5 separate regions of the Mus musculus genome follow, and regions 1, 2, 4 and 5 are each linked to region 3. A link is a contact called in public Hi-C and HiChIP or PLAC-seq data. All regions are on one chromosome and are shown on one strand. The core of a region is the stretch at or near the end of the contact, and the rest is flanking DNA. Distances in the headings are between cores, read along the strand shown.

The links. A called contact is a pair of places that touch in the nucleus more often than the background predicts. HiChIP or PLAC-seq counts read pairs in DNA pulled down with a chosen protein or histone mark.
Region 1: an H3K27ac HiChIP or PLAC-seq map of embryonic stem cells shows a contact between it and region 3, with 2.2 times the contacts expected there. The contact joins two enhancer-like sites. A contact is called at or near these places in 2 of 15 datasets of contacts at CTCF or cohesin (large pre-B cells and pro-B cells), 39 of 484 Hi-C or Micro-C datasets (B cells, the C2C12 cell line, the F1.1 cell line and 20 more), 21 of 115 datasets of contacts at active chromatin or transcription factors (the HPC-7 cell line, astrocytes, bone marrow-derived macrophages and 13 more) and 2 of 9 other capture datasets (embryonic stem cells and macrophages).
Region 2: a Hi-C map of embryonic stem cells shows a contact between it and region 3, with 2.3 times the contacts expected there. The contact joins the promoter of AY702102 here to the enhancer-like site in region 3. A contact is called at or near these places in 12 of 39 promoter capture datasets (the 3T3-L1 cell line, embryonic stem cells, frontonasal cranial neural crest and 6 more), 21 of 484 Hi-C or Micro-C datasets (the N1E-115 cell line, the P5424 cell line, embryonic stem cells and 6 more) and 1 of 9 other capture datasets (embryonic stem cells).
Region 4: a contact with region 3 is called in an H3K27ac HiChIP or PLAC-seq map of embryonic stem cells, with 3 times the contacts expected there. The contact joins two enhancer-like sites. A contact is called at or near these places in 6 of 484 Hi-C or Micro-C datasets (embryonic stem cells, germline stem cells, myocytes and 2 more) and 2 of 115 datasets of contacts at active chromatin or transcription factors (both in embryonic stem cells).
Region 5: an H3K27ac HiChIP or PLAC-seq map of embryonic stem cells shows a contact between it and region 3, with 5 read pairs. The contact joins two enhancer-like sites. A contact is called at or near these places in 4 of 15 datasets of contacts at CTCF or cohesin (CD8 T cells, the NIH/3T3 cell line, large pre-B cells and 1 more), 47 of 484 Hi-C or Micro-C datasets (the AML12 cell line, B cells, CD4 T cells and 29 more), 14 of 115 datasets of contacts at active chromatin or transcription factors (the 230-238 cell line, CD8 T cells, the HPC-7 cell line and 7 more) and 1 of 9 other capture datasets (embryonic stem cells).

Annotation. Positions count from the first base shown.
Region 1 is chr2:170,281,377-170,284,076 of GRCm38.p6, forward strand. No RefSeq gene overlaps it. Among named protein-coding and RNA genes, the nearest start is that of Gm34542, 36 kb to the right of the region's middle. Within about 2 kb of position 1,270, at least 12 of the 459 cell types and tissues checked have an H3K27ac peak or open chromatin away from gene starts, as enhancers often do. A contact at or near this core is called in embryonic stem cells, where this site is marked.
Region 2 is chr2:169,961,794-169,964,624 of GRCm38.p6, forward strand. It overlaps AY702102 (cDNA sequence AY702102), which reads right to left and starts at 1,394. Exons shown (of 1, transcript NR_131974.1): 1 at 220-1,394. It also overlaps a transcript of Tshz2 not described here.
Region 3 is chr2:170,103,181-170,105,982 of GRCm38.p6, forward strand. No RefSeq gene overlaps it. Among named protein-coding and RNA genes, the nearest start is that of Zfp217, 27 kb to the right of the region's middle. Within about 2 kb of position 1,466, at least 10 of the 459 cell types and tissues checked have an H3K27ac peak or open chromatin away from gene starts, as enhancers often do. A contact at or near this core is called in embryonic stem cells and memory CD8 T cells, where this site is marked.
Region 4 is chr2:169,918,175-169,920,986 of GRCm38.p6, forward strand. It overlaps a transcript of Tshz2 not described here. Among named protein-coding and RNA genes, the nearest start is that of AY702102, 44 kb to the right of the region's middle. Within about 2 kb of position 1,252, at least 16 of the 459 cell types and tissues checked have an H3K27ac peak or open chromatin away from gene starts, as enhancers often do. A contact at or near this core is called in embryonic stem cells, where this site is marked.
Region 5 is chr2:170,244,470-170,247,246 of GRCm38.p6, forward strand. No RefSeq gene overlaps it. Among named protein-coding and RNA genes, the nearest start is that of Gm17619, 52 kb to the left of the region's middle. Within about 2 kb of position 1,417, at least 58 of the 459 cell types and tissues checked have an H3K27ac peak or open chromatin away from gene starts, as enhancers often do. A contact at or near this core is called in embryonic stem cells and memory CD8 T cells, where this site is marked.

The DNA of each region.
Region 1 (2,700 bases), core at 20-2,519, 180 kb after region 3:
CAAATACCCAGGACCCATGTAAGAAGCTGGGCTCTGTCCATGGAGCATCTGAAACAACAGCACTGTAGGGGAGGAGACCTGGAGACTGGGGGCTGGTTGACTGTCAGCCTAGCTCCCTACTCAGTGACAGACTGTCTTAAAGGAACAGGGTAGATTGGGACAGCGTAAGACATCCAGTGGCTTTCTCTGGCCTCTGTGAATGCACAGAAGCATGAACTCCCTAGCACATGTCACACACACACACACACACACACACACACACACACACACACACACACACACACATATACACACATGGGTGAGCACACACATGCACACACACATTGTAATATTGATGTAATCAGGCAGCTGCTTTCAATATATGATCTACTTTGACCTCCAGAAATCTAGTGAGTTCCCTGTCAAACAGAACAAGATGTTATTGAGTTAATAATCAACCTGTGAGTAAAGATAACAAAATGGAGAGGGAAATGCATTCCTGCTGACTCAGCATGATGCTTTGGTGCCGGCAAAGATGATGCAAAAACGATGCAAAGAATGGGTGACCGACTTCTCCATCTTTACTGTGAACACAGCAGCAACAAACCGGTTTGTAAAGATCCACAAAGAACATTCAAGATTCGTCACTGGCCCTGAAACTGGAATTGCCCCTGAAATGTTAGAGGTCATGTAACAACAACAATAACAACAACAACAACAACAACAATAACACCTTGATATTTTTAAAATTGAACACAATCCGCCTAAAAATGTACACTGCCTGACCAGTAACAAATCATGAAGCTAGGTGAGATTTTAAAAAGCTGATATTAATTAAAACAAAACAAAAAACTGTATTGACCAATTGTGATAAGAGTGAGATTAAAATTTGGGGGTTTTGTTTTGTATTGCTTTTGAGACAGGATTTCTCTGTGTGATTAGCTCTGGCTGTCCTGGAACCGGCCGTGTAGACCAGGCTGGCCTTGAATTCATGAGATACCACCGCCCAGCCTAAAGTTTTGTTTTATTAGTCTCTTGACTTAAAAAAAAACAGTTTTTCTATTTAGTGTTATGTGTAAGGGTGTTCTGCCTGAATGTGCATGTTACTGTCACACTTGCTACTACGGTGGTAGCCTCCCATGTCCGGACAGCTCCTCTGAGCTCACTGCACAGTGTCTTTTCCAACATGGCTTCCTTCCCATTCTTTCCCTGATCTGGGGAGGCCTGATCCTAATCTTCTACCTTAGAAATGTCACATAGTCCTTGGCAAACCGGTAAATTCAGCTTCCTCTTTCCCAGTAAAAACCTGGGATTCCGGGCATGCCTCTTTATGCAAATGAAGCATTCATGGTACTCTGAACTCCAGCCAATGATTTTACATTCACTCTGGAAACTCCTTCCCACTCTGCACAGTTCATGTGCTGCCCTTGGTCCCCCCCCGCCCCCCCCGGAATAAAGTGTATGCACACCAACTGTTTCCCTGAAGATGATCTAGGAGAGCTGTTTCATCATCGTCGCAAAGAGCAGTGACACTAAAATCCAGGGAGAAGGCTTTCCTCAGAGAACCCCCACACCTCCCCACCCCCACCCCCAAACTCACTCCCAGCTGGACCAGGATCCTGCAGACCCCACCCGTTCCAGACTCACACTGTAAAACATCCCAGGATGAGTATCCAAATAAAAACCTAGCCAAAACTAAAAGTAACATTAGTCTGTAACTGTGTGTTTTGAGGGGACACAAATACATGTGGTATGAGAGGCACTGAAATTAAAATAATAATAATAGTAATGATGGTGAGGATGGTGATGGTGATGATGAAGAAGAAGAAGAGGAAGGAGGAGGAGGAGAAGGGGAAGGACAAGAAGAAGATGGAGGAGGAAGAGGAGGAGGAGGGAGAGGAGGAGGAGGAGGGAAAGGAAGAGGGAGAGGAGGAGGAGGAGGGAAAGGAAGAGGAAGAGGAGGAGGAGTCGGAGTCAGTTGACCACTGGACAGGATTTCATCTTTGCTTTTCTTGTGAGCATGAACTTGGACTGCTCAAAAGGCAAGCCAGTGTGACCTTTGTCCTCGCTTCCATACTCAATAAGGATATAAGTCAATTTGTTGGGGCTCAAGAGATGGCACAGTGGGCAAGAACACTTGTTGGTGTAAGTGTGGGGACCTAGCCTTAGATCCCAGCACACCACATCGTAAGCCAGGCATGACTGCACACAGTAACCCCAGCACTACGCCACTCACTGACTGCCAGCCTGGCTTTGGATTCAGGGAGAGAGCCTATCAGGAGGCACTGAAGAGGGATGCAGCCTGTGATCTGGTAGATACTGGTGCATGTACACGCATGTGTAGAAGCCTCGCCACCGAGAAAACCTGTGCATTATGACAGCAACAAAAACAAGGACCACAAAAATGGCTTCAGGTAAAGGCACCTGTTCCCAGACTTGACAACCTGGGTTCAAGGCCAGGACCTACACATGGGAAGGAGAGAAATGACTCCCTGCAGTTGTTCTCTGACCTCCACGTATGCCCTATGACTTTTGTGTGTGAGTGGACACACAAAAATAATATAAATAAATGCAATTAAAAACAACGAGGGCGACAGTTGTCGAGGTCTCTGAACACACCGCAGTCAGTCGGGGCTGGACGGTGACTGCTGCAAACCCACCTATGGGGGTGCATACAAATTCCAATGCCCACCACATTCCTCTGGAACCCCCCACACAAGC
Region 2 (2,831 bases), core at 144-2,643, 140 kb before region 3:
CCCATCCCCAGCATTTCGCCACCCCTAAGGCAGTGGCAGGATTCCAAGGAGTTCATTAAAGCCTGCCACCACCCTGTTGCCCACCAGGCATTCCCAGCAGCCCCCGGGGCCATGGCGGTCTGAGAGCAAGACAGTCACTTGGAAGGGAGTGGTCGGCTCTGAGGATAGGGGGACCCACCCTCACCCCCCGCCCCTTTGCACGAATGAGAGGAGACAGCAAACAGTTAATGGTTTAATCCTTTACAGAAAAAGTCACGGCAGACTCGCGATTCTTGATGGTAATGAAGGTGTCACACATTGTCTAGAGAAAGTTGTGCCTGGCAATCTTCCCTTTTTCGGATGCCTACCCCAGTGACATTTCATCTCACATCCACCTTAATGAAATGCATAATTAACATATTCTAATTGTGCTGAGCGCTGCGATGATTTTGACAGAACTCACTTTCCATGTCTAATTTGATGCTAATTTAATCTGTTCCTCTCCCGCTGACATGACCTTTCTTGATTGAGTTTCACTGAGGAAATTTTTTGATGGATTGATTTATCAGCAGTGCGGAGACAACAAAGGCTCAGGGTGTGTGACAGAAAATAGGAAGGGACCGGCCCTCGAAGCCAGTGCGCTCTGAACTTGCTGGCTGGAATGTCCTCTTCCCAGAGACAGCTTGTCTGATCTACTGATGGAATTTGAGCAATGTGACATTTGTGGGTGGGTTTGATCTTCCGATAAAGACGGTAAATATCTTATTGTGGCTGTAGCATTTTGCACAGAAAGCCCAGGCACCATGGTCGCAGACTCTTCTGTGGATTCATCTCTTCTAGCCTTGATCCCTGGATAAAATGTAGTGTCGGGTAGATTCAACCCACAGGGAAGGTGGCAAGGCAGGAAGACAGTGTCCATCTTAAATTGTCATGAAAAAAAGGCATTTCCACTAGGGCATGGGGCACGGATTCTCTGCTTAGGCTAAAACCTGCCCTTGGATAAGAATTGTGGGTTTTCCTGCAGAGTTCCCCACACCCTAATACATCCAGTTCCAGGTCTGAGTCACGTAGGTCAGGACACAGAGTGAGAGCTGTGAATGTCCTCAATTCTCAGACTCAACTGGCCGAAGGAACATTCGTCTTCCTCAGGCTGCAGACACAAGTCAAAGCCAGACCCCGGGTTCCAGATGACTCACACAGAACAACCCGTGAGCCTGCACGCTATATAAAACTGGCTGGGTTTTTTCCAGCAGATTTTAAGCCTTGGATCTGCATGGTTAGGTCAGAGTGTCTCAGCCAGTTCCTCTGAGGTCATTTCAGGACAGGGGATTCTTTGTTGGAAAGCGGAGGAGTACCCCATTCTTCCGAGGGGGTACCCCCTCCCTCCCAGAGTCATGTCAGCTAAAACTATCTACAAGCTCTCTCTATATCTCCCTATGGCCAAAAGAACCTTCCAACTGAATACCCCTGACATCATAATGTCACATGTGACATCATAATGACACAGCCCCAGCTGGACTCCCTGCCCCTCCTCCTTCTCAATGCCCCGTGTCCCCTCACAGTCTGGCAACCCAAATCCTACCCAAGTGCTTCCCAGCACCTCTTCTGTCAGAGCACAGATGAATACAATGTATGAAGTATTGATTTATCTATGGTCGGTCTCCACTCATTAACCTATGTGCCCCATAAGATTAGGACCTTGTCAGATCTTTTCCTCTCTCTGTTTTGCTTTGCTTAATTAGGGTAAAACACATAGGATACAAAATTAGTCTTTTGGGTTGTATTTTTTGTTGTTTTTGTTTTTTTTTTTTTTTTTTTTTTTTTGAGACAGGGTTTCTCTGTGTAGTCCTGGCTGTCCTGAACTCATTCTGTAGACCAGGCTGGCCTCGAACTCAGAAATCCACCTGCCTCTGCCTCCCAAGTGCTGGGATTAAAGGTGTGCACTGCCACCACCCGGCTAAGAGTGTATGTGTGTGCCCTCAGAGACCAGAAGAGGGTGTTGGCCCTCCTGGATCTGGAGTTACAGGCAATGGTGAGATGCCCAATGTATGTACTGAGAATTTTCCTCTGGTCCTCTGCAAGAGCAGGACATCTCTTAACCACTGAGCCCAATCTTGTTTTAGCCATGTGAAGTGCACATCTACACCACATCCTCATTTCAGAACGTTTTCCTCATCCCTACAGGGAGACACACACGCAACCGACTTCTCCCCTTTGGCCCCCTGGGAACCAGTCATCTCCTCTCTGTGACTGGGAATCTGCCTGTTCAGGACACTTCATACATGCAGAGTCATGCATGTAAGTAGAGTGGCTTTGAGAGAGGATCCACCCAGCGACTCCCTGATAAGCTGAAAATGAATTTGCCACATAACTCAGTCATTCCACTCCAACGTATATATCAAGAAGAATTGAAAGCAGAAACTCTTCAAAACCTTCTTAAAGAATTTAAGCTGTAAAACTGCATACAGTAATAATCATAGGTGTACTGGTCACTGCAGCCGAATGGTACCCACCCCCTGACAACCGCAACGCAAATGTGCTGTGTCCATAAAGGGAAGTGGGGGGCTGATGTGTGCGCCCCAAAGGCAAGCCTTGCCTGTTCTTTCTGCAGTGTGTCTTCATCAGCAAGAACAATGCCAGGCACATAGTAGGTATCCTGTAAATACAGTCTGGACACATGAAAGCTATAAAAAAAAATAAAAATAAAATAAAATAAAACAAAACAAGAAAACCAAGCAAGTAGAATTGTGACTAAGGAAAGACAGCCAGAAAATGCTGGTGGTGACTGTGTTTCTTTCAGTTTATGAAATAGAAAGGGAGGGAGGGAGGGAGGGAGGGAGGGAGGGAGGGAG
Region 3 (2,802 bases), core at 216-2,715:
ACAGTGCATGCCTGTAATCCCAGCACCCGGGAGGTAGAGGCTTGTGTAATGCCTATGCGGGGAGTTTGAGGCCCAAAAGCTTCAAGTTTGTTGTGCTGAGCTGAACTCTTGAACATGGCAGTGGTCTGGCTCAGATGATAACCCTTTATACCACACAACTCCAAACCCAGAGAATGTGGTTCTGAGGATGGGACCTAGGGTTTGCCTGTTACCAGGCACTCGCCAACTAAGCTGTTTTTGGTTGTTGTTCGGTTTGCTTGGCATTTTGTGTGTGAGAATGGGAGTTGGTTTTGGGACAAACAGCAGTGTAGCACTGGCTGGCTTCAAAGATGCTCAGTAGCCAACCTTGACCTTGACCTTGACCTTGACCTCCTGATCCTCCCGAATCCTTCTACCACCTCACCAAGTGCCTTTGAAATGGAGAAGATTCAAACGCAAGAGTGACTAGACACGAGTTGAAGCTCTGCAAAGGTCACCACCACACACAAGCACACATGCACATACATGCACACACACATTCATTCACACACTCTCCCATACACTCACAAACACACACCACACAAGCTCGTACAGTCATCCAATCAGGAGAAAAGGCAGTGGAGGAAGGGTGAATGTAGATCCTTATTTTCCACTATCCAGACTTCAGTACTATTGGGGGATTTGAACCATTGACAGACTATTTGACTTGGTAGATTTTTTTTATTGAGAGCAATTTCATCAGGATGGCAAGGGCTGTGAAAAATACTACTCGCGGACAGGATTGGCTGCCAGAGCCACTGTGCATCCTCTCGAAAACCCAAAGCCACATCACTCTGGTCACACAGAACTCTCAGCACCAGGAAGGAGCAGCCACAGAGTGCCATGTGCCTGATGCCAGCGCCACCGTGTGGCAAAGGTTTGAAGCTTCCGTTCACTTGGACTGAAAGATTTTTGGCCCGTTCCTAAACTTACGAGATTGATACGTATTAGCAAAAATGTCAGACACATAGGGAAACTTAAAACACAACCCTGTATCACAGTTGTAAGATTTGAGTGTATTAATTTGGACAGAATAAGATAGCAACTGAGCCACAACCATCAGTCAAGGTGGAGGCCAATAAAGATTGTCCCCAGCTACATGATAGTCTAAGGCCACCCTGAGTTGCATTAAGACCCTGCCCCCCTCCCCAAAAAAAGAGATTAAAACAAATTTTAAATTGGGGTGGGGGGGGTGAATTGAGACAGGGTTTCTTTGTACAGCCCCGGCTGTACTGGAACTAGAGCTATAGACCTGGCTAGTCTTGAACTCAGAGATCCACCTGCCTCTGCCTTCTGGATGCTGGAATTAAAGGCTTAAGCCACCATACCTGGCAAACACACACACACACACACACACACACACACGTGCACACACCAAGCCCTACAGGATGGAGAGATGGCTCTGTGGTCATGAGCACTGGCTGTTCTTCCGGAGGAAGAGCTCAGCTTCTAGCACCCACTCGTGGTGGCTCACAACCATCTGTGACTCTAGTTCCAAGGGATCGCATGCTCTCTTCAGGCCTCAAGCACCACGCACACAGGTGCACATGCATACATACATACATACATACATACATACATACATACATACAAAGCCCTCATGCAGGCGGGCATCAACCCTTGGCTTGTGAGCTGCAGGGTACTCGGAACAGAACCCTGGGATCATCTTTTTAAGTGACAGACAGGAGGAGGCATGGTAGAGCAGAAGAGACAGGTTCAACTCTCACACTGCTGCATGGAGGACCAGAGGCTCCTCCTCTCAGGGTTAGAAAGTTTTCCCCTCCAGGACCATCTACTGGGGTTTTTATTGGTGGCTGGCTGGTCTGTTGTCTTTTTGAGACAGACCAGGCTTAAACTCCCGGTCCTTTTGCCTCCACCTCCCACACGCTGGGATTCTGGGGATGAGCCGCCACAGGACAACTTGCCCGCTTCCACTGCTAGGCAGAAGGTGGAGGCATCCTAACAGGTAGTGAGCAGACCGGAGTGAATGACGCTGTTGGAATGCCTGCTGTTGACATAGGCACGCCATCAAGGATGCCATCAAGGACGCCATCAAGGAGACAAAGCCTCCTTCGGTCTAATAACAATGTATGTTGGACATGCCCACCATAGCTCTCCCCTGCCAGGGCTTAACGCTCTAAGCAAGTACTCTGGCAACCTTCTCAGCCTGGTTTGTTCTTTTTCTAAATTAAACTGGGTTTCTGATGCCGCTGGGGGAAATAGCAAAACAAGATCTGCAGGCTCTTCCCTTAAAACTATTAAGTGTCACCACCAATGGCTCCAGCAGGAGCAAAGACCATTCCCTTGCCCCCGCACCCACAACTGACAACCAGGGCAAGTTTTCAAAGATGTGTATGTTTGAGCTAACTGCAGGATGACATTGTTCACCTTTATGATCTAGACAGCTGCTCTCTGCTCCGTTTGGAGTCCAGTCCATGGCTGTCCTCAGGAAGGATCCGATCCTAGGACAACCCAGTCCCTGCCTGCAAAGGACCTAGGTGCTGCCCCACCCACGTGGTGCCTGACCCAGCAGGTCTAGTGAAACCTGACAAGCCGAATTTCTAACAATTTTGCTATTCTGGGGCAACAACGACAAAGGTCAATGCAGATGGAGCACTGCATTATGTAGAGTGGGCTGAAGTCATGGTGCTAATTATCACACAGAACACCCCCTGTTCGGACCACTGGGAAAGTCAGACTAGACTGTGGACAGGCAAGAGCTGGAGAGCAGGGTAACTCAGTAAGGGGTGTGTGTGTGTGGGTGTGTGTGGGTGTGTGCACGTG
Region 4 (2,812 bases), core at 2-2,501, 190 kb before region 3:
GGGTATCCAGGCACCTGTCGTTACACAGTGGGCGAGACTGAAAGGAACGGAGCTTAGCTGAGTGGGTGGGTTAGCGGGACTCAGATGGTGTGAGTGGGGGAGAAATAGCCTTCTCTGGAGATGGTTTTCAGCGAGAAAGCTCTCTTTATCTGAGGGTCAGCAGGGGCTATATAAAGCTTAGGGAGTGGGTAGGGGTTTTACAGTGAATAAGCATCATTGGCTGAGGCTGAGGTTCAAGAATGCTTCATTTACATGCGCTTGCTGGGCACGTCCTAACAGAGAGAGAGGAAGTTTAACCTATACTTCGGCCACCAGGCTACAGGACTATCTCAAGGGTGGTGGAGGTGAAGGTCATAAGGCTTCCATGTAGTGGACATACAGGCCCAAAGCAAGGGGAAGACAGCACTGCGCCTGCAGGGCTCGGGACAAAATTTTCAGGGTTTGGAAACGGCCTCATTCTTGCTCCAGACTGGTTTCCCAGTCACATGACTTTCCAGCCCCACAGTGCTGCTTCAGGCAGGTTTAGGGAAGACTTGCCCAAAGAGGAAGATCTGAACTAAAAACAGAACAAAAGAGAAAAACAGCGAATAGTGATGTCAGGGCATGCTCTAGGGCCTTGTTTTTTAAATGATCTTACAGCAACAGGAGAGGCCGTTCATTCAGGCTGGGGTGTACCACAGTGAAACCTAAGGATTTTCTAATTATTTTTAATTATGACTTCCATTTATATCTTCTATAAATTACAAGAGTTCCAATTGGTCTGACGACAAGGGTTATCGATTTTTTAGACTTGAGAATTAACTACCAATATTTAAAAACCCAAGAAATGGAGTTAAATACATAGATTTCCAACTTCTCAAACTCTTGGGGAAGGCCCACCTTGCCACATAGACTCCCTGGAGCTAAGGACCGTGGTCCCTTTGCATAGGGTACACTTTCTCCAGTTAACTGCCATCCCCACCTCTCCCTGCTTCATATAACCTACTATTTACATATTCAAATGTCTGCATCATGAGTCTAAATTAGTGAGTACAGTAGCACAGATAAAGGCTGAAGGGACTCTGGCCAGCTGGAGCAACTTGCCTCTGGCAGTCCTTGCCCTTCTCCCCCATTCCCTCTGCCTCCCTAAAAACCATTAGATTACATTCCTAAAGCCAGCCACCAAGGTCTATTCCCTTATTTGGCCACTTCCTCCTCCTGAGGCTGACTATCAAGGTCCAGCAATCAAAGTATTGAAGTCCAGCAATGAAAAAGCCCCTTTTGACTCACCTAATTAACATGCCAAATCAAAACCTAGCACAGCCTCCTAGGCCATTCTAACAGCCCTTCTCCTTTTCTCTTCTTAGACGTTGCACCTGCAAGGTCATTTGCCGGTCTGTGTCTGCCAGAGCCACAGAGAGTGGCCGCTCTAACTTTTCTTCCCCCCTTTAATAAAGAATCTCTCTGTGAAAACAAGTGTTTGGGTGTGGCCTGTGCCTAATTCAGGTATAAAAGGAAGCTCCCCTCCCACCCCTGAGACACACACACACACCGAACCACTATGCTGGGATCTCCTTCAAAGGCTATTGCCCTTTGACTATCTCTTGGGATGAGTTCATAGCCCATTAAAACATTTGCCTCACACATAAAGCCCTGGGTTTAATTCCCAACACTACAGAGTCTTGTATAGTCCGTGATGACTCTGACTCCTGATTCTCCTCCTTCCATCCCCCGAGTTGTTCTAGGCCTGGACCACCACACCCAGTTCATGTGGTCAGGAGATCAGCCCGGGATTTATGCACGCTGGGCATGCACACCACCAACGGAGCTACAGCCCCGTTCTTCAGCTTTCTTTTTATTTAACAAACAGTCATAGTGTGTCTGGTATATAAAAGTGAATGTGCTAAGAAAAAAAAAACAGAAATTCAGAGTTAAAAGATACAAGCTTGTCTCTAGAAGCTCACAGATTTCTGGGAAGAAAAACTATAATTATAACAGTACCCTTTAAACACATATTCTATGTAGTCAAAACACTCTGAGATCTGTTGCCTCATCTGGTCCCTCCGGAAACATAAGTATATTGGCTAGTTTTATGTCAACTTGACCCAAGCCAGGGTCATCTGGGAAGAGGCTGTCTTAACTGAGAAAATGCTTCACATAATTGGCCAATAGGAAGTCTATAGGTCATTTTCTTGATTGATGATGAATGTTGGAGATCCAAGCTCATGTGATTAGTTCCACCCCTGGACAGGTGGCCCTGGGTACTGTAAGAAAGCAGGGAGAGCAATTCACGGAAAGCCAGTCTCCTCCAGGGCCTCAGTTTCAGTTCCTGACGCCAGGGTCCTGCCTTGAGTTCCTGCCCTGACTCCCTGGGATTCGGGACTTGGAGCTGTAAGCTGAGATAAGTGGCTTTGTATCATGGTGTTTTAGCTCAGCAATAGAAACCCCAACAGAGACACTCTGGGAAAGCAAACCAGAGTACCGCTGGTGTCAGGCTGGGCGTTTGTAGAAAAATGGACCTGGGTAAGTGAATGTGTTTGCTTAGATGACAAAGCAGCTGAGCCAAAGGAGAGAGAGTCAAACCTCGGGTACTCAGTTCCTCCGGGTTCTCTGCCTGACTCACCTAACACAGTGCTATCCTAGTCAGGAGTTAGCAGACCTGGCTGTCTGCCTGTTTTATAAATAAAGTTTTATTGGGACTCAGCCGTACCACTTGCTTTCATATGTCATGGTTGGTTTTACGCTTTAATGTTAAGGCTCTCAGGATTGCAGTGGGGACTACATACACCCAGGAAAACTAAAATGCCTTTTATTTATCTCTTATGCGAGCTTT
Region 5 (2,777 bases), core at 167-2,666, 140 kb after region 3:
CAGCTTACACTGGGAAAACTTCTGAGTTCAGGCATGACGTGCCTCCTCTCCTAGATGGGAAGGAAGCTGCCCTGTAGGCTACCCAGTGCTAGTCTGAGCATCTTCCTGTGTATATCTAACTTCCTTAGAAAGACCTTTCTGTGGCCCATTTAGCTCTTGGCTCCCTCCCTTCTTAGAGACAAGGTCTCATTATGTAGACCAGGCTGGCCTCAAATATCCACCTGGCTCTACAGGGATCAAAGGTATGTACAGGGATCAAAGGTATGTGTCACTATGCCTGGCTTGCCTCTCCTCCTTTTTAGGACCTTTTTTTTTTTTTTGTGGTACTCCACAAAATCCAATTTATTATTATTTAGAAAATGATTTATTGATTCTTTACCCCTAGAAATATAAACTCCTTGCCAAACACATTCACTTTAGTATTTATCCTCTGATCCTAGTATGATGCCTGGTATATGTTAAAGCCGTATATGAACTCTCTGAGTCAATTATTAAGGGCTGGGATATATAGCTTAGTGGCAGAGTGCTTGCTTAGCATGCAAGAGGCCCCAGGTTCAATCCCCCACACCACAGTTGTGTGAGGGCGCGCGCGCGCGCGCGCACACACACACACACACACACACACACACACACAATCTGTGAATTCATCATTAACTCTGGGAATGTAGTCACAGGCAGGTGACCAGTATTTGATTGTAGTCAGTTTGATTTATAGGCAGGTGGCTTTTATTTGTTTCCTGTGCAAGGGTTGCCTTTCTGTGGAATGATAATGCCCAAATGTTTGTGCTGTGTGTGCTAAGAGCATGGAGTGGAAATGCCAGTTGATTCCAGATAGAGTCATTCATAATGGACCTTTATTATTTCTCCTCCTCCTCCTCCTTCTCTTCCTCTTCCTCCTCTCCCTCCTTCTCCTGTTCCTCCTCCTCCTTCTCCTTCTTGTTATTTATATGTATTTGTGTTTCTGTGTATGTGAATATGCCTAAATAGGTCACCTGGAGCTGGAGTTACAGGCAGTGCGGTGGGTGCTGTGTGCTGTGTGCTGGGTGCAGGACTCAGGTCCTTTGCAGGAACAGTAAGTACACACTCTTTTTAGCTAAGCCATCTCTCCAGCCTCATTTTTCCCCCCTCCTGAGGTAGGGTCTTAATACTAAATACCCAGGCTGGCCTGGAACTTTTGGCAATCCTCTTACCTCAGGTCCCCTCAATGGCTAGATTACAAGCATGAGCCACCATACCCTGCTTGATTGTCCCTTTAAACCCATGAATGGGTCAGAATTCCTCCAGCTCCTGTCAATATCGATAGGGGTTACAGTCTGAGACCACTTACCCCGCTTTATTCTCCCACAGGCTTCTCCTTTGTTCCAGTAAGTATCTCTTCGCAGCAGGCTGGCACACAGGAGATGATTAACATATCAATGGGAGGATCTCTTTGGGATCCAGAATTTGGTCTAAAGTTTTCCTCTTAGAAGCTGCCCAGGCATGCCTGTATATGGATTGTCTGTAATTACCCCTTAAAACAATGCCTGTGCCCAAATAAAAAAATTTAATCAGTGATGCCCCTGGACCTGTGCCTGAATAAAAGATTAACCAAGGAGCTCTCTGCTTGTGCTGAGACTTATACTTCAAGCCCTGCCCTGACTTGGCCCAGCAATGCCTGGCTCATTCGTCCCCACACCCGAGAGGTTTGGATTCAATGCCTCAAGAAAAATAGCTGTTGGTCACCACAGCGTGAAGCTTAATCAAATTTGTCTTCATGAATTTAGTGTTCTGACTCACCAGCGTGGGAGTGGGGGCTGATGTCAGGAGACACATCTCCGGATACCCGATCATTTGGCGGGTGAGAGTGGCATCGTGAAACATGGAAGCCGGAGAACTCGGAAGTTGGGGATGCCTGTAGGATTTCTTTTCCGTCCTCTTAGCTTTAGGCATTGACAAATGATGCACCGTTATCTGTCACCCCAGTATCACCCAGAGTCAAGACAGTGACTTAAACTGAACTATGGCACGGTTCAGGAGCAGTTCTGTGCTTTTTGTTTTGGTTACAAACTCCTTTTTCCTTTCAGGGGACAAGAAGACATAGGAGGGCGCCCTGGTTTGCCTTCCTGGTGCTGTGATAGACACCTTAACCAGAGGAAGTAACTTGGGGAGGCGAGGACCCTGCTTTCATTTACATCTTCATAGCTTGTTGGCTAAGCAGGCTGGCTGTGCAGATGAAGCCCCTGTTAGCACTCTCTGGCTCTCCTGGAAATTACCAACTGCACCAATGACTCTCCATCCGCAGCCCTGTTCTCTCCTCTTTGAGCCTTCCTGGCATCTCCCTGTTCTTCTCATGGATGCTCTTTCCCCAGCTCCCTAACAGCAGCATTCAGCAAGCTGTCATTCCTCTGAGAACCTGACACACAGTCCCAGCCCCAGTGCCTGCTTCCCCTGTTTGTGCAGCCCCTTTCCCTGTTTTTATAGCTTTGTGGTAATGAACAGGATCTGTGTCTGTCTGTCTTCCCTTCTCCAATTTTTTCTGCCTGTCTGTCCATCTGTCTGTCCTCTATCTCCCCACCCTCCAACTCCTTCCAGTGTTTCACTGTATAGCCCTGGCTGGTCTGGAACTTACTATATATACTATGCTGCCCTGGAACTCATAGAGATCCTCCTGCCTCTGTCTCCTAAATGCTGGGATTAGGACTAGATATTTCTATTGCCTGTTTTGTTATCAAAATTGTATTTGAAGAGGGCCTCACCCATTGATATATAGTGTTTACATGGCCCACACTGTGTGGCTG